7 separate regions of the Mus musculus genome follow, and regions 1, 3, 4, 5, 6 and 7 are each linked to region 2. A link is a contact called in public ChIA-PET, HiChIP or PLAC-seq and promoter capture Hi-C data. All regions are on one chromosome and are shown on one strand. Each heading gives the region's core, a stretch centred on a gene start, on an enhancer-like site or on the middle of the called end of the contact. The rest is flanking DNA. Distances are from core to core; before and after follow the strand shown.

The links. Promoter capture Hi-C pulls out the DNA fragments that hold promoters and counts their contacts. ChIA-PET counts read pairs in DNA pulled down with a chosen protein or histone mark. HiChIP or PLAC-seq counts read pairs in DNA pulled down with a chosen protein or histone mark.
Region 1: a contact with region 2 is called in an H3K4me3 HiChIP or PLAC-seq map of stem cell-derived neural progenitor cells, with 3 times the contacts expected there. The contact joins the promoter of Enpp4 here to the promoter of Runx2 in region 2. A contact is called at or near these places in 1 of 39 promoter capture datasets (embryonic stem cells) and 1 of 115 datasets of contacts at active chromatin or transcription factors (stem cell-derived neural progenitor cells).
Region 3: a contact with region 2 is called in an RNA polymerase II ChIA-PET map of effector CD8 T cells, with 6 read pairs. The contact joins the promoter of Hsp90ab1 here to the promoter of Runx2 in region 2. A contact is called at or near these places in 4 of 115 datasets of contacts at active chromatin or transcription factors (bone marrow-derived macrophages, effector CD8 T cells, memory CD8 T cells and 1 more) and 1 of 9 other capture datasets (liver).
Region 4: a FOXA1 HiChIP or PLAC-seq map of pancreatic cancer cells shows a contact between it and region 2. The contact joins the promoter of Slc29a1 here to the promoter of Runx2 in region 2. A contact is called at or near these places in 2 of 115 datasets of contacts at active chromatin or transcription factors (bone marrow-derived macrophages and pancreatic cancer cells).
Region 5: a promoter capture Hi-C map of embryonic stem cells shows a contact between it and region 2, with 3 times the contacts expected there. The contact joins the promoter of Nfkbie here to the promoter of Runx2 in region 2. A contact is called at or near these places in 2 of 39 promoter capture datasets (embryonic stem cells and neural stem cells), 1 of 484 Hi-C or Micro-C datasets (embryonic stem cells) and 1 of 115 datasets of contacts at active chromatin or transcription factors (pancreatic cancer cells).
Region 6: an H3K27ac HiChIP or PLAC-seq map of the NIH/3T3 cell line shows a contact between it and region 2, with 15 times the contacts expected there. The contact joins the enhancer-like site here to the promoter of Runx2 in region 2. A contact is called at or near these places in 11 of 39 promoter capture datasets (the 3T3-L1 cell line, 3T3-L1-derived adipocytes, the HPC-7 cell line and 6 more), 2 of 15 datasets of contacts at CTCF or cohesin (the NIH/3T3 cell line and pro-B cells), 13 of 484 Hi-C or Micro-C datasets (3T3-L1-derived adipocytes, B cells, adipose-derived mesenchymal stem cells and 8 more), 16 of 115 datasets of contacts at active chromatin or transcription factors (the NIH/3T3 cell line, SST interneurons, acute myeloid leukemia and 11 more) and 1 of 9 other capture datasets (embryonic stem cells).
Region 7: a FOXA1 HiChIP or PLAC-seq map of pancreatic cancer cells shows a contact between it and region 2. The contact joins the promoter of Aars2 here to the promoter of Runx2 in region 2. A contact is called at or near these places in 2 of 115 datasets of contacts at active chromatin or transcription factors (embryonic forebrain and pancreatic cancer cells).

Annotation. Positions count from the first base shown.
Region 1 is chr17:44,104,512-44,108,223 of GRCm38.p6, forward strand. It overlaps Enpp4 (ectonucleotide pyrophosphatase/phosphodiesterase 4), which reads right to left and starts at 1,297. Exons shown (of 4, transcript NM_199016.2): 1 at 1,138-1,297. Gm34917 (predicted gene, 34917) reads left to right here and starts at 1,273. Exons shown (of 4, transcript NR_167720.1): 1 at 1,273-1,556.
Region 2 is chr17:44,734,773-44,738,262 of GRCm38.p6, forward strand. Runx2 (runt related transcription factor 2) reads right to left here and starts at 1,876. Exons shown (of 7, transcript NM_001145920.2): 1 at 461-1,876. The coding sequence starts at 862. RefSeq lists a promoter at 1,631-3,490 and a cis regulatory region at 2,767-2,775.
Region 3 is chr17:45,571,774-45,575,518 of GRCm38.p6, forward strand. Hsp90ab1 (heat shock protein 90 alpha (cytosolic), class B member 1) reads right to left here and starts at 1,488. Exons shown (of 11, transcript NM_008302.3): 1 at 1,394-1,488; 2 at 1-138. The coding sequence starts at 138. It overlaps Gm35399 (a long non-coding RNA gene), which reads left to right and starts at 1,542. Exons shown (of 2, transcript XR_385595.1): 1 at 1,542-1,623; 2 at 1,724-3,017.
Region 4 is chr17:45,594,178-45,597,988 of GRCm38.p6, forward strand. It overlaps Slc29a1 (solute carrier family 29 (nucleoside transporters), member 1), which reads right to left and starts at 1,353. Exons shown (of 14, transcript NM_001357771.2): 1 at 1,305-1,353.
Region 5 is chr17:45,553,956-45,557,709 of GRCm38.p6, forward strand. Nfkbie (nuclear factor of kappa light polypeptide gene enhancer in B cells inhibitor, epsilon) reads left to right here and starts at 1,745. Exons shown (of 6, transcript NM_008690.4): 1 at 1,745-2,359. The coding sequence starts at 1,986.
Region 6 is chr17:45,399,501-45,402,955 of GRCm38.p6, forward strand. All of the region lies in intron 14 of Cdc5l (cell division cycle 5-like (S. pombe)), which reads right to left. Among named protein-coding and RNA genes, the nearest start is that of Cdc5l, 32 kb to the right of the region's middle. Within about 2 kb of position 1,836, at least 49 of the 459 cell types and tissues checked have an H3K27ac peak or open chromatin away from gene starts, as enhancers often do. A contact at or near this core is called in 3T3-L1-derived adipocytes, the NIH/3T3 cell line, beige adipocytes and 3 more, where this site is marked.
Region 7 is chr17:45,505,344-45,508,663 of GRCm38.p6, forward strand. It overlaps Aars2 (alanyl-tRNA synthetase 2, mitochondrial), which reads left to right and starts at 1,498. Exons shown (of 22, transcript NM_198608.2): 1 at 1,498-1,738; 2 at 2,176-2,367; 3 at 3,138-3,283. The coding sequence starts at 1,511.

The sequences.
Region 1 (3,712 bases), core at 47-2,546, 630 kb before region 2:
ATCCAGGAGTGAAATTATAAAATGCTGTAAGAAATTCTGTAATTCTCACCCCAACAAAACCCCAAAGGGAATTTAAAAAGGGGGGCAGGGGAGGGGAAAGGGCAGATATATCTGGACTAGCAGTAACTGGAAATCTGATATAGTCTCCAGTTTGGGGGTGGGGGTGGGGAAATATCCCTTGCCTCCTCTGGGTTAACTGTTTGCCTAAACGTCCATCAGCTCTCACTGAATCCTAGACCATCGAAGGCTTGGACTGGAAGAGGGTAAGGGAAAAGTCCCTGATCAGCCTTAGCATTCCCTCTGCTCTTTGAAGCAAAGAAATTCAAATGTGGCTTTAAAATAGCAATATCCTTTATTGCCCGTGTGGCACAGGTAACAGGTGGTTTACCCATAGATTTTTATTAAGTGCTTAACCTAAGGGAAGAAACCCAACTCCCTGAAAGTTTTCTAAGTCTCAATGATTCTACGATTCTAAATGGTTCTCCGCTGTTCTAGGCCACACATAGCATCTTCAACTCAGTTACATCTTACTGCACACAAAATGCCCCATGATGTACATCCAACAAACTTTCTTCCCAGGCACACCCAGTAAAACTGCCTTTAAACTTAGTTGAGGGGTAAGGCAGGGGAGAAGCACGAAAACTCAACAGTCCCCCTAAAACTGAGAAATCTCTGGGGAAACTGGAAGAAAGGGGAAACCCACACATCCGCGTGCTTCTCTCTGCAGCTGGCTCCTCTGGAGTCCCACCAAAGGTACAGGGGATTTTTTTTCCAGTCACTGGCTGGACAGCCATCCAGGCTCAGGGCTGGCTCCAGCATTGGGAAGGGTTGTTTGCGCAGCGCCTACCCAGCATCCGGCATCTCCCTCAGCCTGCTCTCTACATTTTAGATCAGGAATGCCAATTGACAGCACGAAAGCACTGACCCTGAAGCTGACACCCAGGCAGCCGTGGCCCCGCCCTTACGCCTTGACCCTGACCCTGACCCCGGCCATGACCCCCGCCCCTCACCTAACGCCACAGTTGACATCCACCTGCCGCCGTATGCTCCTCCTCCCCGCCTCCCTGGTCACCCCACGCGCGTCTCCACTAGCGGAACCGACCCGCGGGTGGAGAAGAAGGAACCAGAAGCTCTCACCGTCTCTACCCTCCGCCCTCGGCGAGCTGGGGAAGGGAGTGGCATTTCCCTCCGGGACTCACCCGCCTCCACCGCCACTTCGGTCTGGCGCGCGGAACTCAGCGCTAGCGGAACCCCGCGCTCCCGGCCACTATCTGGTCGGCGGACGCGGGCGGAGCGCGGCTCCGCGGAGCGCTTCCTGGGACGCCTGCGCAGTAGCGGACGCCCCCCCCCACCCCCCGCGCGCGGGCCCCCGCAGAGACTGGCGCTGCCCCGGGGCGCTCCGGAGGCTCCCAGTGCGCAGCTGCTGCGGGACGCCGCAGAGAGCGCCTGGGGCCGACCGCCGAGTGTGAGACGCGTACCCGGATTGGATGCCCGAGCCCGCGGTGAATGGGACTCCCTTACCCATTGGTTCATTTAACGGTACCACTCGGAGACAGGTAGAATGGAGCTGGACAGAGAGGTTTGCCTTTCCCACCCTCTCACCCGCCCTGGCTGCCCTTTTCTTATTACTCTGTTGTGGGTCCCTTGTTTTAGGCAGAAGACGAAGAAGTTCCTTTTGCCTTCACCTGCACAAGGAAAGACACTCTGAAACAACCAGTTCATTTTTTTTTTCTGGTCATGTTTCTGCCTTTTAAAATTCCCTTTCTGTTTTAAAATCATCCTCTGGTCATCTCACGCGCACATTCCTTCTATTTAGAATAAGGTGTTGTCTGTTTCTACAGTCCCAAATAAAAGTCTGTTGGGGTCCTCAAACTAAGTTTGTTCTAATTTTGCCACAGCCGTGGATGTGAAATTATGCTCGTGCCTTTAAAACTAGTATTAATAGCTGAATTATCCAACTTCAAACTTAATTAGCAGAATTGCCCGAGATATATTTCTTTAATATTTGTATTGCCCAGACATAGTTGACAAAGAGGTTAGTATTTTTTCTTTGTATCTCTAATGCCCAAAGGTGAACCTGACATGCATGGACTTACTCAATGATTTTTGGGTTTAACGAGGTATGTTAAGGTACTCCATGTTTAAATGCTTCCTCTGTTAAGATGCAAGTGCTCAGAAAATGTTTTCATTACAGTATCTACACACAAGATACTTAAGGGGATACAATTAATCGAGTTAAGGATATCAAAATCATATACTATACCCTGAAATCTAAAAGACTTAGCTGGAAACCCAGTAGCTGGATTTATTGGGTTCTGGGCATTAAACGTCAAAGGCTGAATTTGGTACCCTGCTCTGAGTTGAGAGTACAGCCATAATTCAGAGCCTGGGTGCAATCAAGGAGACAATTTTAATATGAGTGTAGTCAGTTCATTATTGATTCCAGTTTCAAGCCTCCAGCTATCCTGTACATTCACAAACTGGAGCGTCTTGGACCCACAGGTTGGCTTGGCCAGCACTGAGTAATGTTGGGCACTGAGTAAGGTTGTGCCTCAACCTGTTTGAGCTTTATCTCCTCATCTGCAGAGCAAGTCCTGGACCAACCTCTCAGGGTTCTTGTCCAATACGTTTTCTAAAGCAAATAAAGCACTCAGCCAGTCACCGGTCATCGTGTTAGCTGCCATTGTCACTGCGATACCGCCAATTGTTTTGAACAATAGGGTAAGATGGAGTTCTAGGGGAGTTTATGCAATGTACAGTTTAACAGGACTTAAATTTCTGCTTTTGGGAACCGAGATTCTGCATATCCTGATGCAAAAAAAAAAAAAAAAAAACAAAAACAAAAACAAAAAAAAACAAAAATAAAAAACAAAAAAACAGAATTGAGTGCTCTATGGGTGGCACATGTAATAAAGAGAGCATCAAGCTGATCACTAACAGAAAGAAACGCTTCCTTATCCGGTCTCCTCCACTTTAAGATAAAGCAGTCAAAGCCAAAGAGGCAAAATGGTCTCCCTTGGCACCAAACTCCTGTTATCTCTCTTATATTTCCTTTATCAACCATGCTTGGAATCCATGTCAAATAGGGGTAAATGATAAGTGCTATTTGTTTCCTTGTACAACAAGAAATCCAGAAGAGAAGATACACTTCAGAAATTGCTGGCTTTGCAACTCATCGAGTGGGGCATTACTCATGTACGCCGCTCCCCTCTTCCTACTTGGAAATTAATTGGCATATGTATCCTTTCGTGGAAATGATAAGATCTTTTTCTCCCCCACCCCCCGTATACCCTGGGTGATATAAGCGACTTCTTGGGGGTTTCGTCTTTCAGTGACACCTCCCATTTCAGTTAAACTAGTTCCTGTCTCACATGCCCAACTCTAAGCCAAGAAAAACAAAAATAAAGAACAGGTAATTGCCAGTCTTTCCATCCACACCCTAGGGATTATTTATCAAAACGACTTTTTCCTTAGTAGATTTGAGATGGAGTGGGTGCTGGAAAGGACCTTCTAGAAATGTAATGATGAAAGAATGGGACATTACCACTGATCTTCATTTCTGATGTGATTTTGTTTTTTTACATACATGTTTCATTTAGGTGAGACTAACATTGACTTACAGTGTTCTCTCATCTCAGCTTTGAAAAGAGGGTTTTATAGAGAAATCCTTTAAACTCACCTTGTGTTAGACACTGCCAGGAAGCAACAGCCG
Region 2 (3,490 bases), core at 626-3,125:
AATCCGGGAAAGGGACACCTAGTTCGGGGTAGAGGCCTGCGTCTGCAAAGGGGAAAGCGGGAAGGAGCGCACAGAATCCCGGAGAGGAGAGGCCGGGATGCCCGTGTGGAGTGAGGAGACCCCGGGAGAAGGGGGCGGGAGGAAGCTTGCAGCTCACAGTGGGCGCCTCGGGGCGTCTGGGGGCCCAGGAGTCTCACAGCAGGGAAAGAGGCAAGAACCGCGCCTGGAAGACTGAAGGATGAAGAAGCAAGGGAACCTAGGCTTACATGGTAGTGGGCGCACAGGTGAGAAGGGGGATCTGCTCGCGGTGGCCGCTGCGGGGTATGTAGATCAGAGCCACCTCGGTCCCCTGAGTGGAGCCACCAAGGCTGGAGTCTTGGAGGACACCCATGGGCACCGAGACCACGGCGGGAAGGTTCCATGGGGCCGGGCCAGGATCTGGGGGTGACCAGTCTCTTACCTTGAAGGCCACGGGCAGGGTCTTGTTGCACCGCCAGTGCGAGGGCAGCACGGAGCACAGGAAGTTGGGACTGTCGGTGCGGACCAGTTCGGCCGGGTGGTCCGCGATGATCTCCACCATGGTGCGGTTGTCGTGCGGCGGCCTCAATCGGGGCACTGCGGCCGCCGCCGCTGCTGCCGCCGCCGCTGCCGCCGCTGCTGCTGCGGCCGCCTCCTGCTGCTGCTGCTGCTGCTGCTGTTGTTGCTGTTGCTGTTGTTGCTGCTGCTGTTGCTGCTGCTGCTGCTGCTGTTGCTGCTGCTGCGCAGCCACCACCGGGCTCACGTCGCTCATCTTGCCGGGCTGCAGGCTGCTGGAGGGGGGGCTGAAGCGCCGGCTGGTGCTCGGATCTACAGGAATACGCATCACAACAGCCACAAGTTAGCGAAGTGGCCGGGGGAGGGGGAGGAGGGTGGAAATGGGGGGCGAGGAGGAGGAAATCGAGGGGGTGGAGGCGAGACGGGGGCGGAAAGAGGATGGAGGTGACGGGACAGAGGAGGTGAGAAATCAAGTTCGAGGAAGCCGTGTGCCGGGCGGAGTCTGCTGGGGGCCGGCGACTGGAGACCGGACAGAGTCGGGGTAGCGGGTGGGGACACCCGAGAGGCGCGGATCTCCACCGGGAGGCTTGGGAGTCCCTGGCGGTGGCTGCAACGAGCGGGACGCGGGGGCGTGTTTGGCCCAGCCGCCGCAAGGGACTTGAAGTTAACAGCTTGCAGTAGGGGCCCCTTGGGGCACCGTGTCCTGGGTGCGCTGGCGCCCCGCTCCGGGTTCCAGTACGGTAGTGGAGCCCCGCAGGTTCAGCAGTCCATCTCGGCGGTGCGTGTGGCTCCTCGCTGTCCGCCACCGCCAAGCAGAGCGCGGCTGCCCAGCTCGCGGCGCCGTCGCTTGCCCGCGCCGCCTCCTCCGCCTCCTCCTCCGAGGCCGCTGCGCGCTCCCCGCGCCGGCAGCGCGCTCCGAGTCCTCCGGCCGCCGAGTCCTTCCTTTCCCCGGCTTCTCCTCTCGCCCTCTCCTTCGCCGCCGTCTAGCTCGCAGCCTCGTCTCTCCTGCTCTTTGCAAAGTGCCCCGGGCCCCCCTCGCGTTTCAAGGTGCCGGGAGGTAAGTGGGGGCGGGGGGAGAGCGGATCTCGGGGCGACAGATCTGGAGCCTGCGGATCGCAGCCGCTGCCGCCGCCCGCCGGCCGCTAGAAGCGCCGCTGCGCTCGCTCGGCGCCCGAAGCTGTAGGGAGGAGGTCCCCGCCTAGGACATCGCCGCCTGCGTCCTCGGCTCCCCACTTCACCCTCAGGACCGGGAACCACTTCTCGGTCTGACGACGCTAAAGCTGAGAAGCGGGAGAGCCTCAGGCTGCTCCGACTGGCGTTAATTTTTCGTTGTTAACTTCAGGAGAGGAGGAAGGGAAATTCTCAAGTCTCCACGTTGACTTCTGAGCACTCTTCACCCTGCCCCCAACCCCACCCCACATTGGTTGGGGCGGGGGGCAGGTTTTTACAGGCTTCGGGAGTGCCCCCCCTTAGGTGACACCAAAATGGGTGACAGGAGTGTTTGTCAAAATAGTTTTAGAAACTCTAACGGATGTCTGGACACTTTTCTTATATATTCCTTCTTGTCATTATTGGAGAATAAGGATGGGTTGCTTTTTTAATAAAAAGAACTAAAAAATGACAGCTTGGTAATTAAAATAAGTTGTAAGTTGATAAAATGCTTGCTGGGAAAGGGGGAATACACAGCGGTTATCCATTCATTTCCCAATCTTTTATTAAGTGTAGTCTTCGTCTCAGACTAAGTCTAGTGTCTAACTGTCTTTCTAGCCACTCCCCACTTTGGGGGGTTAAAAATAAAAAGTTTAAAAAAAAGTTCAGTAATTATTTATTTATGTTTTTGTTTCCCGGCGTTATGGGGGGAGGCGATTTTGGAATCCCCAAAAGATTGTGGTTGAGAGATGAAGGAGTGCGGGGAGCGGCAGCAGTTTTGTTTTTTTTTTGTTTGTTTTTTTTTTTTTTGTTTGTTTTTTTACCTAAAATGTGGTTTTTGGAGGCTGGGATTTCTAATGATTAGGTTTTTGTGGTTTATATAGACACGACTCAAACTGAGGCGATCATTATACTGATGGGAATCAGAAGCACGTGGGTGTCTCCGACCAGCCTCAAATTCTGAGCCTTCAAAACAAATCAAACAACGTGCGGCGGCGCCCACAGAAGCCGGGAAATCCGCCGGAGGCTGATACACCCCAAGAACCAGGCAGAAGCAATATCGGGCTGGCTCACCTCTCAGCGTGATGTTCTGTTATATGTCTTGCCTAACCTATTATTTTAAAACTTCCAACGCTTCCAAATAGAATCATTTTACCAAAATCCCCGGCGATTCGTAACAAGGTAGTTGACGCAACTGTGATTTGGTGAAATCAATGAAAAATTGGGAGTCGTCCCCTAGGAGGACTAAAGAAGAGGGCTAGCTGGGTAACATTTCTCACCATCCGTCTTATTTAAAGCTCTTCACGTAGCCATTAATTTGGGGCTTTTACTGCTGGGGTGCAAATGCCTTCCAAATTCAGCAAGGGACCTGTCATGACCCTCCCTAGCGCAGTTGCCACTCTCTGACCTTCCCTCCCCGCGCGCCCAGCAGGGCCCAGAAAAGGTACCCGGAGCGCGCAAAAGAGGTTGTTTGCGCCTCTTTGCAACTCGAGACTAGAAAATACAAAAAGTGGATCGCTGTGCTCAGATGGTCTGGGGACCCGTGCTCCTGTGCCTGAGAGGCGCTCTGGGGGTTGAGGAGTGGACAGAGTTGAGTGTGACTGCTTGCTCTCTCACAGGCTAGGGATGATACTGGGGAGCACTCCTGTGCCCTCCCCCTTTGAGTCACTGCTTCTGCCTCCCCTTTCTGCTTGCACCACTTACAACTATGCAAACCCCCCCCCCCCCCGCCGCCGCCGCCGCCGCCCACGTCCCATGTCGGTCTTTCCTTGTCTCTTGCTCTCTTTCCGGATTCTTCCACCAGTCC
Region 3 (3,745 bases), core at 238-2,737, 840 kb after region 2:
ATTAGAGATCAACTCGCGGAGGAAAATCTCCTTGTTTGAATAGAAAGTGTTGATGATGAGGGACATGAGCTGGGCAATTTCTGCCTGAAAGGCAAAGGTCTCCACCTCCTCCTCTCCATGGTGCACTTCCTCAGGCATCTAAGAATGAAAGAATTACTACTAAGGACCATTATAGACACACATTTTAATATCCAGCTCAAACTTCTTTAGTCTGGGAAAGTATCCAACCCAAAGAGACAAGAGCAGCCATTTTCTTTAAAAAAGGACATTTAAGCTACAATGGCCAAGACAAAAATGACAGAAAAAAACCTAAAAGATGGGTTTTCCAGAACAGATGCCCAAAAGTCAAACTCTTGAACATTGGCATGTTCAGTGCATAGCTCACTGACTCTGAACAGAACACCTGGCAATATGGTAAAAATCCAGACTAAGTTAACAATACATAAAAAAGAACCTCAAGCAACCCCTGGTACTCACACCCCTTAACTACAATCTCCTCATTGGGGTGAGGAACAACTTTAACAGAAAAAGCAGTCTTTTTTAATTTTTATTTTATTCCACCCAGCAGGGCAAGAGAACCTTGAAGCTGTAGTCTGGGAGGCGCTCACGGGGCAATTAAATCAGGACAAAGAAATCAAGAGCTCCACCGTGACCACTCACTGTGCAGACTTGCATAGGCCGGAACCCAAGTAAAATGGTGGCCCAGCCGTCCAACGACCCTCGTCACTGCCGGACATGCGTCGGCAGGAGCCACACGGGGAGGGGGCGCCATTGAAACCCTCCCACCGCCCCAGCATCCGGGCACTGGGGCGGGGCGCCCAGGCTTCCAGAACAATCTGAGCTCCGGGGAGGGGAGGAGAAAGGGAGGGACCTAGGAATCTTCTCGTGCCTGCTCTGTCTCTCCTCCCCCGCCCTCCACTGGGAGGGCAGAAAGATCTGGAAAGGGAAAGCGCGGTGGGTTCCGGCGTCCCTGCTGTGCACCCCTCCCCAAAATCAAGCACGTTGGTACCGGCGGCGTCCGGGGGAGGCAGCCAGGCCAACCTCCCCAGGCCTTGCTGAGTCACGCAGAGCAGCCCGCCACCGCGCGGACCCTGCAGCCGCGCCCGGAAGTGGAGGGCAAACATGGCAGCGTCCCGGGTCGGCGACTACCACGTGCGGCCGCCCACCACCTGGCCGGGCCGCACCCCCACCCCACGCTCCGGGGAATCCACCCGCCCCGGGGAGCCTCGCGTGCAAGCCCGCCGGGGTACAGCCCGAACCTCTAACCTCTAGACACGTTATCTCCACAGGCTGCCCCGCCGGGGAAGGAGGCTTTGGGACAGATGAGATGGAGGCTGGGACCCCGGGAAGAAGCCCCCGGAGAGCCGCCGGGGACGAGAGACCCCGGCCTTACCTTGACGGGAAAGCCGAGTAGTAGTACAGAGCAGGGTGGTGGGCCCGGACCAAGTCCGACTCGCACGGCAAGCCTAGGCTGCGCGGGGGTGACTCAAGAGAGCTCCCGAACGCCCCCGACCGCCCTATATAAGGCGAAGCACAGCCCGGGCCCCGCCCTTGGATCCCTCCGCCTTAAAGGAGTGGCTGCGGGCCACGCACCTGCCGCCGCCCGCCCACCTTGACGTCATGGTAGCAGATCGTGGAGGGGGCGGGGAGGAGCGGGACCCCGGGCCTGGTTCCTGAGTCAAGGCCAATTCAATATCGTTTTGCACATCCCCCATTTCTGCAGGAGTAGGACATGTCCCCCCTCAAGATGAGCAGGGAGCATGCATATGCAATTAGGGATGTATCTGCGGGCGAATACCCTACGGACTGCCTCAGAAAACTCAAGGTAGGCGCTTCCACCCCCCCACCCCCCAAGAGTCCAGAACTCAGGGGACTGAAAGAGAATGGAGGTGGCCAACTCGGCTGCCATTTCCAGACCCGATCTTACTAGAATGTTCCCTACAAATCGCACATCAAGAGAAAAGGATGATAAATTCCTTGTCCAACTTTAAGGAGGCCCCCGATTCCCCCATCCCCACCCTCCCGGGTACAGCACAGCTTCAGGCTGGGAGCCGCTTTCCCCGAGGGGAGGGGCACGGGCCTGGGCTGGTAGGGACTCTTTGGCGGCCTGCGGCGGAAGGATCAGCAGCGGTGGTGCTGCGATTTCTTCCAGCAGTTTCTAGGCCTGTCTCGGCGGTCTCCACCCCTCCCCCCTAGGCTCCACCTCCCCTGCTGCGGCGGGGGCAGTGTCTTCGTCGCCGCTTGGCTGGGTGGCTTTTTTTTTTTTTTTTTTTCCCCTACCTTGATCTTACCCTGGGAAGAAATTTTCCCCAAGTCTGCCTACCGTGGGCCAGGGTTGAACGACCCTCCACGCGTGGCCCTAAGAGGCCCACATAACAGTGGGGGAGTGGAGCGCAGAGGGAGGGATAGCTGACCTGGATCGGTCACAGGGCACGGGGGCTGTGGGGGTGAGTGACTGCGGACACCTTCTAGTGAACAGAGAACCGAGCTAGCAGCTTGCGCTACTGGGTAGAACACTCCCCACCCCTCAGCCTCCCCGGTCTCCCACGTACACAGCGCGCGGGTACGTGCGCCCTCCCTATGTGAGCACAAGCTGTTTCTCAAGCTGGTTTCGCTTCTCTAGCCTCTTCCCTACTGCATGCAGCTCTTTGGACCTAGAGAGGAGCAGGTCCCAGTCTTTTCAGAGAAGCTGGAGTTCTAGGCATCCGCATGAAGGTGCTGGTCACAGGTTGGCCCAGTTCCAGGAGCCAGAAAACCAAGTTGTGCCAGTGCCTCTGTTCTAAAGGTGGCCTGCCATGTCCTTCAGCTGGCAATCTAGCCTTGCCTTTTTCCAAGGCTGCATCTGGAAGCTTGTTGGACTGATGAGCCCTCCAGTAGAGGATGGGCACTCAGTGCTCTGCTATCTTAGCTCATGCTGGCTTGTGTCCCCACACCACCGCCCACACCTTTGTTCCCGGTGCTTGCCTGCAGTCTGTCTAATGTGCATTCATTGTTAAACAGTAGTTGCTTTCTCCTTGCCTCTGTCTACTTCGTCTGTTATCATCCCATCCTGCACTGTCTGTTAGCCTCTCCTTAATTCTGTGTGTGTGTGTGTGTGTGTGTGTGTGTGTGTGTGTGTGTGTGTGTGAAGCCCATAAAGAAATCAATATATGAGGAGACACTGGGTAGGATTGCTCAGAAGGCCCTAGGGTGTTGCATTGATTCCTAATCTGAAACCAGAAACTTCAACACTCAAACCCTCTCAGCAAAAGGAGCCTAGCTGATCCCTGGGCTGGACATTTAGCTCCAGGGTAGTGTTTCCCTAAGACCCACCAATCCTGGATTCCCTAGTTCACAAACAGCACTGACTACCTCTCCTTGGCCTCTGAATGGTTGAAAGCTACTCTGTATATTTCATGGACAGGAAAATGAAGGTCTCTGTGAATAATGGGGTCACTAAACCCAGGGCCATTCCTGTTCTGAAAGTAGAATGGGGACAGGAGTGTACTCTCTCTTGCTGGAACCCTAGTCTGAAGCAGGCCAGGAACCTCTCCTCTGCAGTTTCCCTTTGGCTGTCCCCCAGCAATGACAGGACCAAGGCTCCACAGCAGCTTCCTGGGACGTTCTCAGTTGGGGAACGGGCACCAGGCATGGGGGTGGGGGGCACAGCTTCGATCCCAGCTCGGAGGAGAGGAGAGGAGCGCGTATTACAGGCCAGCGTGGGCTAGGAGTGAAATCCTGTTGCATAAAGTGGAAAAATCATTTT
Region 4 (3,811 bases), core at 103-2,602, 860 kb after region 2:
CACACACACACACACACACACACACATCACTTCTCCCCTTGCAGAAATTCCCACCTCTCGGGTTCCACCCACATCCAAACATTCCATTTGCTGCTTAGGGGCTTTCTTTACTTTTGTCCCAGTAGAGATCTGATAGCAGTTCAGGGCCTCTGGTATCATTTCAGCCATGCCTTGACCTGCCGAGATGGAGAGGCCCTGAAAGCTATCGCCCATCTGAGGCCTTCCTGCGTCCTAAGGGTCCTCTCACATAGCTCAGTTTCTCAGCCTAGTTTCTGCTACATCGGAATCTTCTCTTGAAATCTGAGGATGCCCCTCTTCCAGCTGCCCCGTTTCTACTAAACAGTTAGGGCGATTGAGGTTTAAAGAGGCTCCATCACTTGAGAAAGCCCGCAGAGCTGGTGAATGGGGGTGACAGCATCAATACTCAATGTACCGATCATTCTAGATTCCTTCTCAAGTGGGGAAGGCAAAATTAACAAGGCTCCTCAGCTATTCGTGTAGGCTTCCAGGAAGGCAACAGTGCTCCAATTAAAGGGTTAAAACAAGTGGGAGATTCAGGCCATTCTTTCACATAACATTAGTTTCAGAGTCATGACAACTCACAACCATTCCACCACGCATATATTATTGTATGCAAAGGTCACACAAGCAGGACAAGAGGAACAGGACGGAAGGAGGGTTAATGGAGAAGAGGGGGTTGGCTCAGGCTTGGCAAGAGGACCCGAATGGGGTATAAGGTGCAGGGGTGGAGAGAGCCTTCATCCAAAGGAAGCCTGGGTGTGCGCGTCAGTCCTTTATCTTGTCACACGTTCACTCTCCGCGTAGAGTAAATGAGGACTCGCCCAGGAAAGGGAGGCCAGGAACAGGAGTTTAGTCTGTAAATGGCCAGCTAGCTCCCTTCACGTCCATTTGTATTCCCGCATTCCCCATCCTCCTGCCTCGGGGCAGAAGGCAACACAACCCCTCCCTCTAGTTCACACAGGACTGTAGCATTGAACTACCCACACGCCGATCCTCTGCGGAAGTCAACACAGCGACAGTCGCTTCCAGGCCCAGAAGCCAGGCTGTCTTGGGCCCAGCTCCGCCCTGGTCCCCACAAAAGGAGAGTCCCCCTACCCAGAGCCAGGCCCATGCGCGCCACGTGCTGGCGCTGCTCTGCACGCGCCGCGTGGGGGCCGCACCCCAAAGTCCCTGTCGCGGCCTCGGAGCTGGCAGACCGGGCCTCCTTTTCCCTCCTGGCAAGCCGGACACTCCACTCTCTACCCCGGAGTCCCCAACATGTCCCACCCAAGCCCTACGAGCACCTGCTGGAGAAGGACACCTCCGGCGACGAAATCTGCGCGCTTGGCCAGCGCTTCCCGCGCCCGCCCGAGCGCTTTCAAACCCGCCCTCTGCTGGGTCCGCCCCGGGCCCGTGGGAGCCACCTCCTCCCGGCGACAGCCCCGCCCCCAGGCTCCTCGCCGCCCCCTCAACAGTTCACCGGCTCCCAGTCAGAGACCCTACGCCTAGGGCCGCCAGGGCTGCTGGCTTCGATGGCGGAGCACGTCTTTGGACCCTTCCCAACTGTCACCCGGACACGCGAGCCTGGGAGGGGGGCACGGGCCCCCCACTGCGTACCCCTAATTTCCGCGCTGGCCCTGCGCTCCTAACTCCTACACATTCCACGGCGGGACTCTTGCACAGACAGGCCCTCTGCTCACCCAGGTCCAGACGCCCCCACAAGCCACGCTCCACCTCAGGTGTTCCGTTATCCCTCTCCGAACCCCGCCCACGCCATTATTCACACTCCACCGTTTTACTGCTAGCAACCCCCTCACACACACACACACACACACACCCTTCTAATACATCCTTTTTCCTTTCCACTCCTCCTTTTCCCTTCAAGAAGACTTTCTGGGATACCTCAGATTTGAGCGTTCTGGAACCCAGACGCTGGAGGTGTTTTGTTTTCTCTCTCCTGCCCTCAGACTCGCCGCACACCACACAAACAGCATCTCTCCCCCCCCCATCCCCATGTTGCCTTGAAGGCTCCTTTATGAAGGCATAAGAGGACAGCCCTGAGGCCTCTAAGAAAACTGAAACACAGCTGGAGACCGGAGAAAGGGGAGCCAGGAAGAAAGGCCTCACATCCTGCACATCTTTGTCCTAGCCAGCATTTCACTGTCCCATGTCCCATCCCAAGATAACCCTCGGGGCTAGAAGCCTTGCTGAGCCTCTTACCATTCATACCCCTCCCCTTCCTTCCTTCCCCCCCCCCCCCCCGCTGGGGTACAAAGGAGGAGGGACCCCCTACAGTAGCACTCCCTACTGATGTATCCCAGAAGTTGGGGAGGGTCCTGAGGCAAGAACATCCCATCCAGATTGCCTGTCTCACCCCACCTCCCTAAGGAACCTGTGCTCCAGAGAAACCATTGGAGCTAATTAACAATTACCAGTGCTAACATCGTAGGGAAAAGACGCACTCAGTCTCCCCAGAGGACGACTGAGCCCTTAGGAGGTAGCTGACTCTGTAGGACAGTGGGTTCTCTCAAGCTGCTCTGGTGGGGGCGTATACAGCCTTCCTGCTCCCACAGAGATGACACATCTCCCCACTAGCACTAAGCAAACAGAGGGCAGGAAGTCAGGCTTGGGTGGTATTTTTCTGGGCACTATCCCATGGCTTAAGAGTAGCCTCATGTCTGTCCACAACGCCAGATCCCTGCCCTGTTTGTCTGGTCTGTCTCTCCCTGCCTTTGCCTCCCTTCTTCCGTTGCCCCCCCCCACACACACACACCTCACCCCCTCTTTCCCTTCCCAAGTCTGGCTCTGTTACCATAGCTGGCACAGCTGTGGGAGAGATCGACTAGGCATGGTCAGGCTGGGAGCCCTTGTGTGCAAAGTGAGCTGGAAGTGGACAGACGAAGTGGTAAGGGTCCCAGCCAGACTGGGGAAGGCTGGTTCCTTTCCTCATGCCCACTGGGACCTGGCCGTCTATGCAGATGGCCACAGGCAGGCCTGTTATTATTGGAGAACAGCCCATCTGGCAAGCTCCTTGCATGGGTTCCAGCCAGCACCCACACCCCAGGCAGCCTCAGGCAGTTGCTGGTGCCCGGGCCCTCTGCTGGACAGCCCTGGGAACCCAGCTCGCACAAGCCTGGGCCTGGCAGATCCTCAGGCACGTCTACCAGGCCTCTCTTTTTACCTTCCTCCTCATATCATGGCTCCCCATTCCCTGTCACTAAGGTTGGGTCAGGAGGGCTGGTCCACCTGACCTCATGGCTCACCTTTATGTCCTGTCCCCCACCCCAGCTGGGACTGTGGCTAACTCTATCATTTCTGCCCCTCACCCTTTAGAAGGTAGGTTTGCTTCCCACCACACTCAACTCTCTCTCTCTCTCTCTCTCTCTCTCTCTCTCTCTCTCTCTCTCTCTCTCTCTTCCTCTCTCCTCTCCTCTCCTCTCCTCTCCTCTCCTCTCCTCTCCTCTCCTCTCCTCTCCTCTCCTCTCCTCTCCTCTCCTCTCCTCTCCTCTCCTCTCCTCTCCTCTCCTCTCCTCTCTCCTCTCCTCTCCTCTCCCCTCCCCTCCCCTCCCCTCCCCTCCTCTCCCCTCCCCTGCCCTTCTCTCTCTCTTTCTCTCTCTCTCTCCCTCCTCTCTCCTCCTCTTTCCTCTCTCCTCTCTCCTCCCCCTCCCCCTCCCCCCTCTCCTCTCTCCCCTCTCCAGGCCCTGTTCTCTCAGCTGTTAGCAACAGCCATCTGACCATCTGTGTTGGCTGCAAGAGTGTTTGCTCCCGGCTCTGTATGTGTGTGTGTGTGTGTGTGTGTGTGTGTGTGTGT
Region 5 (3,754 bases), core at 495-2,994, 820 kb after region 2:
TGAGTTCGAGACCAGCCTGGTCTACAGAGTGATTCCAGGACAGCCAGAGCGCACAGAGAAACCCTGTCTTGACAAACTAAGGTAAATAAATAAGAGTTATTTATTTTTTATTTTTATTTTATGTGTATAAGTGTCTTGCCTGCATCTGTTCATATCTAGTGTCTGTGGAGGTCAGAAAAGGGCATCATATTAGATCTCAGATGGTTGTTAGCCCACCTGTGGATGTTGGGAATTGAACCTGGGTCATTTTCAAGAGTGGCTCCATATGTTTGCAAACGAGTGAATGGATGAAGAAAATAAGGTTTTTTTGGGGGGGGAGGCAGAAGAGAATGGCTCATAATAGCTATCTCTGCTAGCTCCCCCATCCCCCAGTACCAAGGATGCAATGAAGCTGTTCCTATGGTTGGCAATGGTCTTCTAAGGGCATTGCTAGCCCCAAGAAAAGAGCAGCAAGATGCTCCATCTCAGGGATCGCCTGTGGGTGGTGTTCTCTCAAACCCTAGTCATGTTGAAGAAAAGCAAGAAGGGAGGGGAAAGACTTCAGGGCTAGGGTGGAAACTTCAGTAGTGTCAGGGGCCTCCCCACCCTGGCTCCACTGTGAGGAACTAAACTTCTTTGACTGCTGGGGGCAGCCATCTCCTGTACCTACCAAAGGCCAGTGCACACCCTGCAAGGAAGAAGAAACCCCATGACCACCAAGGCTTGTGAGATAAGTCCTCCCTAGAAAACCCACTTCCCCAGATCACATCCTCCTGCCAAGTCTATCATCAGGGGAGTTGACCCAGAACTGTCTATGAAGGTTTCCCAGGGAAAAGCTGCTCCCCTGAAGATAATAGATGCACTCTCTCTTACCAATCCCCCTGAGCACTGATTGAAAATAAGTGAAAAGGCAAGAGAAGTTGAGAAAAAAATAGGCAGAGGATAGCAAGCAGAGCCACCATCACCACCCCTTCCCCATCTGTGCTGGCTAGTCAGGCAACTTGATGGGAGCCAGCGTCATCTGAAAAGAGGGAACCTCGGTTAAAATGCCTCCATAAGATCCAGCTGTAAGCCTCTTTCTTAATTAGTGACTGATGGGGAAGGCCCACCCCATCCCATTGTGCATGATGCCATCCCTGGGCTGGTATTCCTGGGTTCTATAAGAAAGCAGGCTGAGCAAGCCATGGGGAGCAAGCCAGTGTGCAAGACGCTCCCCATGGCCTCTGCATCAGCTTCTCCCTCCAGGATCATGTCCTGTTTCAGTTTTGTCCTGACTTCCTTTGATAATGGATTATGATCTTGAAGTATAAGCCGAATAAAACCTTCTCTCCCCAATTTGCTTTTTGGTCAGGGTATTTCATTGCAGCAATAGAAACGCTAAGACACCCCACCACCACCACCAACCTACACAAACTCCCCACAAAGTAGCCGGTTTATGCAGAAAAGTTTTTTAAAAATACACTTTTTAAACAATTGAATGAATAAATGAATGAAGACACCACGGAACTAAAAAGAAGGAACAAACAAATGCACGGAATTAGTGAATGAAATAAAAGGGAAGGGGAAGAATGAGTGAATGAATGAATGGGCGAAACAATCCACGCAGGAGTGAGTCAAGACTGGTAACCAGAGACTCCCTGCCTACGCAAGCAGCAAACAGGGGGATTCCGGAGGGGCGGGGCTCTACCCGGAAGCTCCTTTGAGGGCGGGGCTGTGGGCGTGGCAGTGGCTGCGGGCCACTTCTTGGGTCCGGGGGCGGGGCGACAGAGAAGACCTAACTAGGGACCGTTCAGCTGCCCAAAGCACCCGCTGCGGTGGACCTGGCCGGCGCCCTGGACCTCTCGCTTTTCTCATCCGCTCCCCGCGCCTGCACAGGCAGGTAATGAAGCCGCTCGGAGAGTGACTCTGGTTCTGTTAGGCGGTCACACAAACCCGGAAAAGCTCGCTTTTGCACACCTCAGAGTTAGATCCCGCTGGACCCTGGACCCCGGGCTGGCGCGGCCGGCATGTCGGATGCGCGGAAGGGGCCGGACGAGGCGGATGATAGCCAGTGTGACTCTGGCATAGAGTCGCTGCGCTCTCTACGCTCCCTGCCTGAACCTACTGCGGCCCCAGGCTCCGGATCATCCCAAAGCGGCTGCCCACAGCCTTGGAGACATGCTCCGGAGACCCACAAGGAACCAGAGAAAGAAGATGCGGATGGAGAGCGAGCGGACTCCACTTATGCCTCCTCCTCTCTCACTGAATCCTTCCCCTTACTGGAGAGACCCGAAGCCAAGGATCCAAGCCCTCCCGCCCCAGGATCGCCGCTGCCCCCCGCGGGGGTGCTGAGCCCTCAGCAACTCGAGGCGCTCACATACATCTCTGAGGATGGAGACACGTGAGTAAACTGGCTAGGCTGAGATAAGATGTTCAGTTAGAGCCCCCCTCCGAGCTGCAACTGGCTGGGCTACCACCACCACTTCATCACCCGAGAGGATAGACCCTCACAGCACCTGCCCTGGAAGGGCCAGCCTCCTTCTCCAAACTCCAAACTTAACTTGCAACTTGCTTTTAAGCTGTAGCCAGGTTCAGACCAAAAACCAGACATCATCACCTCTTTTGGGAGTGGACAGGATAGCAGTGCCCTTGTAACCTAGAACACCAGCCACAGTCTTGAAAATCTACTAGTGACCCACTCCTGGGAAGAGGAATTCCCCCGCAACCAATTCAGTTTTTGTTTTTCTTGTTGGGGGAAGGAATGTCCCTGTTTGCTCAATATTTGGGATACCAATGCCTAACTTCAGAACACCCTAACCAGAGGGGGGAAAAAAGACTACACCAGGATTACAGGTTGTCATCTGAGCTCAGGAAGCCTGGATTAACGGTGCTACCTGGATGCCCATTTGAAAGTGGTTCCAAAAGAGGGACTAGACTGAGAATTTTTGCCCCCAACAAACAGGATAGGCAGCTGGCTGCCCCAGCTCACTTCCTCCTCTGCTGAGAAAAGGGAAGTAATGGCTTGGCCTCAGCCTCCCCAACAGTTACCTCCTGAGCTCCCCAAATTCTTCTTGCTGTCCCATCTCTTGATCTCCCTTTTCTCCCTTAGGTCCAGCTGGAATCAGGTGCAGCTGGACTGTGAGGCTATCAAGTGTGTAGGTGTCAAGTGCAGAAGAGGTGACTGGGCTTTGTGGGTGTTAGAGCAGGGGCAGCTGGAGTGCTAGCTAGATGAGAGAGACGCTGGGATGCAGGGGGTACCTGTCCTGACCTGCTTGTTGGAGATGTAGGGGTCTTGGTTGGGTACTAGCAAAGATAGTCTCCATCCTGTGAGCAGGAGAGAGGCCTTTTGTATTTCAGGCGCCAGTCACAACCCTTAGGCCAGGACCTCAGAGTTCTGGGAGCTCTGTGCACAGCTTCTCGGGCCACCGCGCCCTCCACGGTTAGCCCCTGTGCTGCATGCAGCCTTGACACACTCTGCTTAGAGACAGATCCAGTGTGTCTGGAGAAGCATCAGCCCCCTCCCCCCCAGCCCCCAGCAGACATCTTCCCTCCTTTGGAGGTGGCTGGACTGTGGGAAGTATGGAAGTGGGAAAAGGAAGTGGGCAGGAGGAGGGGAGACTGAGGGAGAGAGGGAGGTGGCTGCAGGAATGTGACCCAGAGAGCAGGCCCTGGCCGAGGGGATTTCCACAGTGGTTCCTCCCTCCCTCCGTCACTCTCTCCTGGCCTCCTCTACTGCCTGCCTACAGCAAAAGTTTGCCCCCCCCCTCCTGCCTAAGTATCCCCCTCCCTAGCCCAG
Region 6 (3,455 bases), core at 586-3,085, 660 kb after region 2:
TAGACACATACATGACACGCTTATATATAAAATCAGGTAGCACACACACACACACCATAAAATTAAATGAAAAAATTTAAAAGTATATGTGTGCCCACACGTGTACTGGGGTGACTGTATCTACAGAGGCGGCTTATGAACAGTAAGCTTCTTTTCTTCTGCAGTTTCTCTATTTTTCTTACATTTTCTACAAAGCACAGGTATTATTTTTAGAAAAACGTCTAGAAATGTTATTTTTAAGTGCATAGAAGAGAAACTGTCTAAAACAGACTGGCCAGAGACCAGTGGAAAACTGATGGTCCCCAGGAGATGAATCAGCGGACCCGTAAGTGTTTCCTCGGGTCATTACAAAGGGAGCTGTATGGGGCTTATAAAAGTCTAATTGTTACTTTCAAGCTCACTGCGTTTGTTAAGGTTACTAAGCTTAAGTAATTCCAAAATAAACACATTCTCCTTGGGTCTCCTATACTGTCTACAGTTTAAGCCCATTCCAGTGAGGTTCAGAAACATTCAGAGCATCCCTCACTGAAACTTGCTTAAGGGCCAGAATATAACCTTATATAAAAAGAGGTTTAGGGACACCCAAAATAAACACACAGCAGACGGCAGCTCACTGCCAGTCCATCACTCAGCTACAGGATCCTGTCAAAGCAAGATGGAGTTCAATCACCACAACACGCTCAGACCGGTCACCAGTACCTCGCCTTCCATCACCGCACTCCGCACTCCTTATTCGCATCAAGTTTTTCTCATGACCCTTCCCTCTACTGATAAGATGCAGGTTCAAGTGATCTATGAGACTTAGTAAGCATTAGATAACAAGCAAGGCAGCCAGGCACCTGACAGCACCACAGAGCAAGTTGCATCCTCAGACTAGGAGATAAAACACAAATTCAACTCATGCAGAGGAGGACTGAGCAACACGGCTGTGCTGCTCGATCTCTGACCCCAGTGTCAGCTCCTATCTGAGTTCTTGCTGGAGACAACTAAGAAATCTGCCAGGAGCCTGAAGAGGCATGACAGATGACAGACAGCAGAACTGGGGAAAGAGAATTATCAAGGACTAAAGAGTCCTCCTATGTACCCCGTGCCACCTATTCCAGCCATCCCAGCCTCAGGAAAACAGATGGACAGCTATAGACGTATTTCCAGCACAGACTTCTCTAGCCAGCAATGCCGACCAACTTAATCCTTAGCCTAAGTTTTCACTGTGGAGTAACAAGTGCATCTTTTCCTGTGTTAAAATATCTGCCTCTATAATGAAAAGCACTGAAAAATGGGATCTGCAGTACAGCCAATTATGCTATAATGTAACTCTCACAAAGTCAGGGTCCTTGGCAGAGCTTTAAGAAATATACCAAGAAGGCCTTTAAATTGCTACCTCTGTTCTGTAAGCCACTTGTTTGCAAGAAGTCAACATTACATAATATTTCTTGACTATATTGACTGTGCAAGTAACATATGGAGAACAGTGTCCCCACTGGGCCTGGTTTCTACCTCTGAGGACAGCCTTTCCATTTTTATAGCTAACATGACAAAACCCACTTTCTAGTCATGCTTCCTCAACACAGCAGTGTAGTTACAATTTCAAATATTATTAAACTTAATGGCAGGGCCTAAATTCTGGCTTTTTATTTCACTTGTGCTCCTAATGGAAACTGCTTCACTCAAACTAATTATGTCTTCAGATGATTTCCTATTTCCACTCAAAGTGGAAACAACTTAGAACACTTCAAATTCTCTCTGCACTTCCCAAACACAGAAATGACTAATGCTAGCATCATCCGAAAATGAGGCCCTCCGCTAATGCTTCCAGAGAACCCAAGTCCACAAGAGCGAAGCACATGTCAGTCTTGTTCCCTGTCATGTGTCCAGGCTAGAGCAGTGTCTGGAACACAGCAGTTATCTAGCAGTGTTCCCTAAATGTGTGAGTAAGTAAGGGGAAAGCACTTTATCTTTAACAATTTGGTGAAAGTTTTTCTACAATGAATTACAGCCATCCCTCATTTTCTTAGAGTCATGGCAGGGAACAGAAATTGAGCCTCTCTGTTACTCTGGGAGAAATACTAGAAACAATAAAAGCTCTAACCTCCCACAGGAGCTCATAACAGCCCCAGAAGTTACTCCAAGGCTGGGACTTTCTGCTGCATGTTAAAATGCCTCTGTACGCTGTACTTGCACAACTTTCCTGAGCTCTTATTTCTGCTTGCCCCTTTACAAACAAATGTCTGACAAGGTTCCAGTTAATTCTGCCTCCATTGCAAAATAGAATCCCCGAATTCAGTTACAATGCAGACTGGTTCCCACTTACTTCTGATCTGTGACTACAATGCTTAACAGGCTCAGAAGCACATCCAACCATGTGCTGCATCAAAGAAATGGTTCTATTAGTCTTAAGTATCTCTTTTTTAATGATTTATTTATTTACTGTTATTTTTATGAGCACTGTGTTTTGCCTGCATGTAAGTCTGTGTGAGGATATTAAGCCCCTAAAAATGGAGTTATATACAGACAGTTGTGAGCTGCCATGTAGGTGCTGGAACTTGAACCTGGGTCCTCTATAAGAGCAGCTGGTGCTTGTAACTACTGAGTCCCAGTTTTAAGAATCTTAAGAACATTTTTTTTTAAGTGCCAAGTTACAAATATTAAACATAAGTGGTGGCTCAAAAAAAAAAAAATGACCCACAGTATAAACTCCAGAGGATATTTTTAAGTATGCTTAGGAAACACCAGCCATGACAACTCTGCGTGTTTTCTTGCCTGATGGGCTTGAGATGGAGCCACAATTTGGATTCACTATTCCAAAGTTCATGGCAGCAAAGGTCAAACACTGGCAGCCATGGTGCACTGTGCTTGCCCAGAAAGCCCACCTTCCTGAGCCTCAAGTAGAGGATTAGCAGTTAGCTACACCATCTAACTACAGTTCCTCCTCACAGTGAACTCTGAATGATGTTTATAATTTAGCAATCAACTGAGATGATGAAAGAATCACCACACAGTTGAAATAAAGTATTTATATATTTCAAACCAGTAAACTGTTGTCTTCAGGAGCTCTGAGAAATCTAGCTGTGATTTATGGATGGATACACACTAAATGGAAGCTTTGTTTATTTGGATCTCTGAATTGCTTCTCTTCTTCCTGAAGACTTAATAAACGTTCTTTTGGAATAAGAGTTTACTAATTGAAAGATTTGATTAAATATTCCTTAAAATTAACTAGCTGGGTTAACAATAAGCCAAGTTACCCAAGAGTCAAAAAGAGAAAAAAAAGTACTTTAGACTGTTTTATGAATATTCTTCCAACATCAGCAATCCCTCAACAAAAACAGTTCAACAGAAGACTTCAGTCCTGGTATGAAGTGAACAAAGAGAACCACATGTTTTTAATGACTGCTCACAACAACCCAAGTACCTCTCCAACAGAACAGAACAGAACAGCGGAGGCTCGCTGTGCT
Region 7 (3,320 bases), core at 248-2,747, 770 kb after region 2:
CTCTAGCTGGGAAAACGGGCTCATCGCAGTTAGTTAAAGAATTTCAGTGTTTTCTCAAGGTCACCAATCTCAAAAATCCCCATCTGGCTTCAGGTTTCTGTTCCAAACACCCTGGAGGAAACCAAAAGAGGCAGAACAACACCTTTAACCTACATGGAAAAGAGAAGGCAGAGGATCACGGGATAGATATACAGGCTTGTCAGAATTCACTATTGCTATAGAAACTCAAGTCCAAAATAGACTATGTATTCCCCGAAAAGAAGCTGTGCTTCAAAAGTTCAAAAGACCCAAATAACACACAAAGACTGGTGGCCAAAAGAGCCCCCTGGGTGGCCAAGGCTGTCCTTCTGACCACAAAGACCTCAGTTCTGTAACCTCTAGTGCAGTGGCTCTCAACCTTCCTAATGCTTCAACCCTTTAAAACAGTTCCTCATGTTGTGATGGCCCCTAACCATAGAATTATTTCATTGCTACTTCATAACTGTAATTTTGCTATTGTTACAAATCGTAATGTAAATGAATGATATGCAACCCTATGTGGTTGCAACCCACAGGGTGAGAACCACTGCTCTGTTGGGTCTTAAACTTGGCAAATCCCTTTCTCTTCCTAGATCTGCTAACTTTCCCAGACTAAAGGTCAAGCAAGGTCATCATGAGAAGTCCTTGAGCTGTCTAGCTGCACCCACAAGGTCTGTTACCATAGAAAGGAAGTCAAGGGGACTGGGCCTGCCAGGACAGGTATCTCTTTTCTCTCAGCAAAATTCAAAGCCTCAGGGCCCTGGGAGGCTCATGGAAAGCCATCGCCACAGCTCTCAGCCAACAGCTTTGTCCTGACCTGTCGACCTGGATTCTCTCATCCCCAAGCAAATTAAAAGACCAAATGTCATTAAGCAATTAATAATGGAGCAGATGCAGTCTGGCTTCTGTGTCTCCACCAGACTCCTGCTCCAAAGAACCTGCTTCAGTCCCTAAGGACAAAGTGGCTCTGCAAACCGAGGGCAGAAGAGGACCTGGCAAGGTCTTAGAGCAGTGCCTGGCACTTACGCAGGGTTCTTGACCACCTCTTGAATACTCACGATCCCTTGGCACTCTTCAGCCTGGATCAGCACAAACCACACGGTCCACGCACCGAATTGCACCCACACCTGTTCCTTTGCAACTCCACAAAATCAATAGCACAACAACCATTACTGCCAGAATACAGATTTTGGAAGCAGAGGCATTGTGTTAATATTGCTACTAACGTTCAAAATACAGCCTAGCATGTAATGATCTTTTTATAATTATCTGTTCAATCCTGGATGAATTAAGGGCCTACTCTATGCAAAGTTACGGTATGCTGAGCCGCTCGCCAGGGGAAGAAGTCCCCTTCTTGGGGAAACACTTTCACTAGAAGCTGAGACTTGCCCCCCCCCCAAGTCTTCCACCCGCCAGGGGCCGCTGTAGGAAACACTAGGCGTCCTTTCGAACGTCACTCTTTGACCCCGCGAAGCCGTTGCCCGGAGCTAAGATGGCGGTGGCGTTGGCTGCCGCAGCCGGTAAGCTGCGGCGAGCCATTGGGAGGTCGTGCCCATGGCAGCCTTTCTCAACCGAGCCCGGTCCACCCCACGGAGCGGCCGTGCGGGACGCCTTCCTGAGCTTCTTCCGAGATCGCCACGGCCACCGGCTCGTGCCCTCCGCTACCGTGAGGCCGCGCGGCGACCCCAGCCTGCTTTTCGTCAATGCAGGCATGAACCAGGTAGGGGCGGGGCCACACCGATCGGGGGCGGAGCTCGGGAGTCAGCCTGAGAAAAGCGCTTCAGGATTGGACCAAAAAAGTGAGGGGCGGAACTCTGAGTGGAAGAGAGGCTGGGTAAAATGGGGTGGGGGCCTGGTTAGGTCTTGGGGAATTAGCTTGGAAACTTGTGGGGAGAAATTAAGTTTATTATCTCTGGATAGCAGCTGTGAAGTCCTGAGGGGCAGGCTCTGAGTGGAAGACTATTTAAATAAATAAAATTCATCCATTGAGTAGACATTTATTGCACTCCTGCTAGGTGCTTGGTAATATTCTTGAAGCTTTGATTCTGTCCAACCACTTCCCTTATCTGTAAATTTTACTACTTTTTACTAGGCAGAGTCTCTTGTTTAAGTTCATTTACCTCTTCTCTACCCTTCCTGACTTTTATGTGCTTCTAGTTCAAGCCCATCTTCCTGGGCACAGTGGATCCACGAAGTGAGATGGCAGGCTTCCGACGTGTAGTTAATAGCCAGAAGTGTGTCAGGGCTGGAGGACGCCATAACGACCTGGAGGATGTGGGGCGTGATCTCTCTCATCATACGTTTTTCGAGATGCTTGGCAACTGGGCTTTCGGGGGTGAATATTTTAAGGTGAGTTTCCAGGGAGCTCTAGAGTTAAAGTCTTTGAACCCTGAGTGCTGGATGTTGTGACCAAGAGCTAAACACAGTGTGTTATAGGGGAGACAGAAAGATGACTGGGTTGGTAAAGTGCTTGTGGATTCCCCAGAACTCGAATTTAAAGTGCGGGCTAACGGTGTGTGCCTATGATGCTGGAATGGCCAGATGGGAGATGGAAACAGATCCCTGAAGAAGTTCACAGACAAGCTAGTCTGGCCAACATCAAAGTCCCAAGCTAATGAGAGACCCTGTTTTAAACAAAAATTAGCTCCTAAGTACAGTCACCCATAGTTGTCCTTTGACTTTCACAAGCACATGTCCACATGTTACAGGTGTGTACACCACACATACACGGGCACGGGCACACACATACACACACGACATCCAATAGGAAAGAATATGCCTCACTTCGCTGATTGAAGGAAGGGGTTGTCTCCTGCTTAATGGCTATTTAAAAGTTAGCTGAGCAGATAGCCAGGCAGCTGTATTGAGATTGTCATTGGACATGAAGTCCCCAGGTCAGGGTGTGTGGGTTGAGAGGCTTAAGGAGAAGATAGAATTCATCTGGGTCTGGAAAGAAGGTAGGCTTGTAAGAATGGGGACAGGAAAAACTCAAGGCAGAAATGGACATGGCTTGATCTGAAACTAGGGTGGGTAGTGGGAATGGTTTTTGTCTTGGCCTCATGATCTTGGGTGGCCCCAATGTCACATCTCTCCACCCCCCGTGGTGGTTTTGCCTACAGGAGGAAGCTTGTAGCATGGCCTGGGAACTTCTGACTCAAGTCTACGGGATCCCTGAGGACAGGTTGTGGGTCTCCTACTTCAGTGGTGACTCCCAGACAGGACTGGACCCAGACCTGGAGACCAGAGACATCTGGCTAAGCTTGGGGTAAGTCAGGCCCCTTCTTCTGTCCCTCACTGGCAAT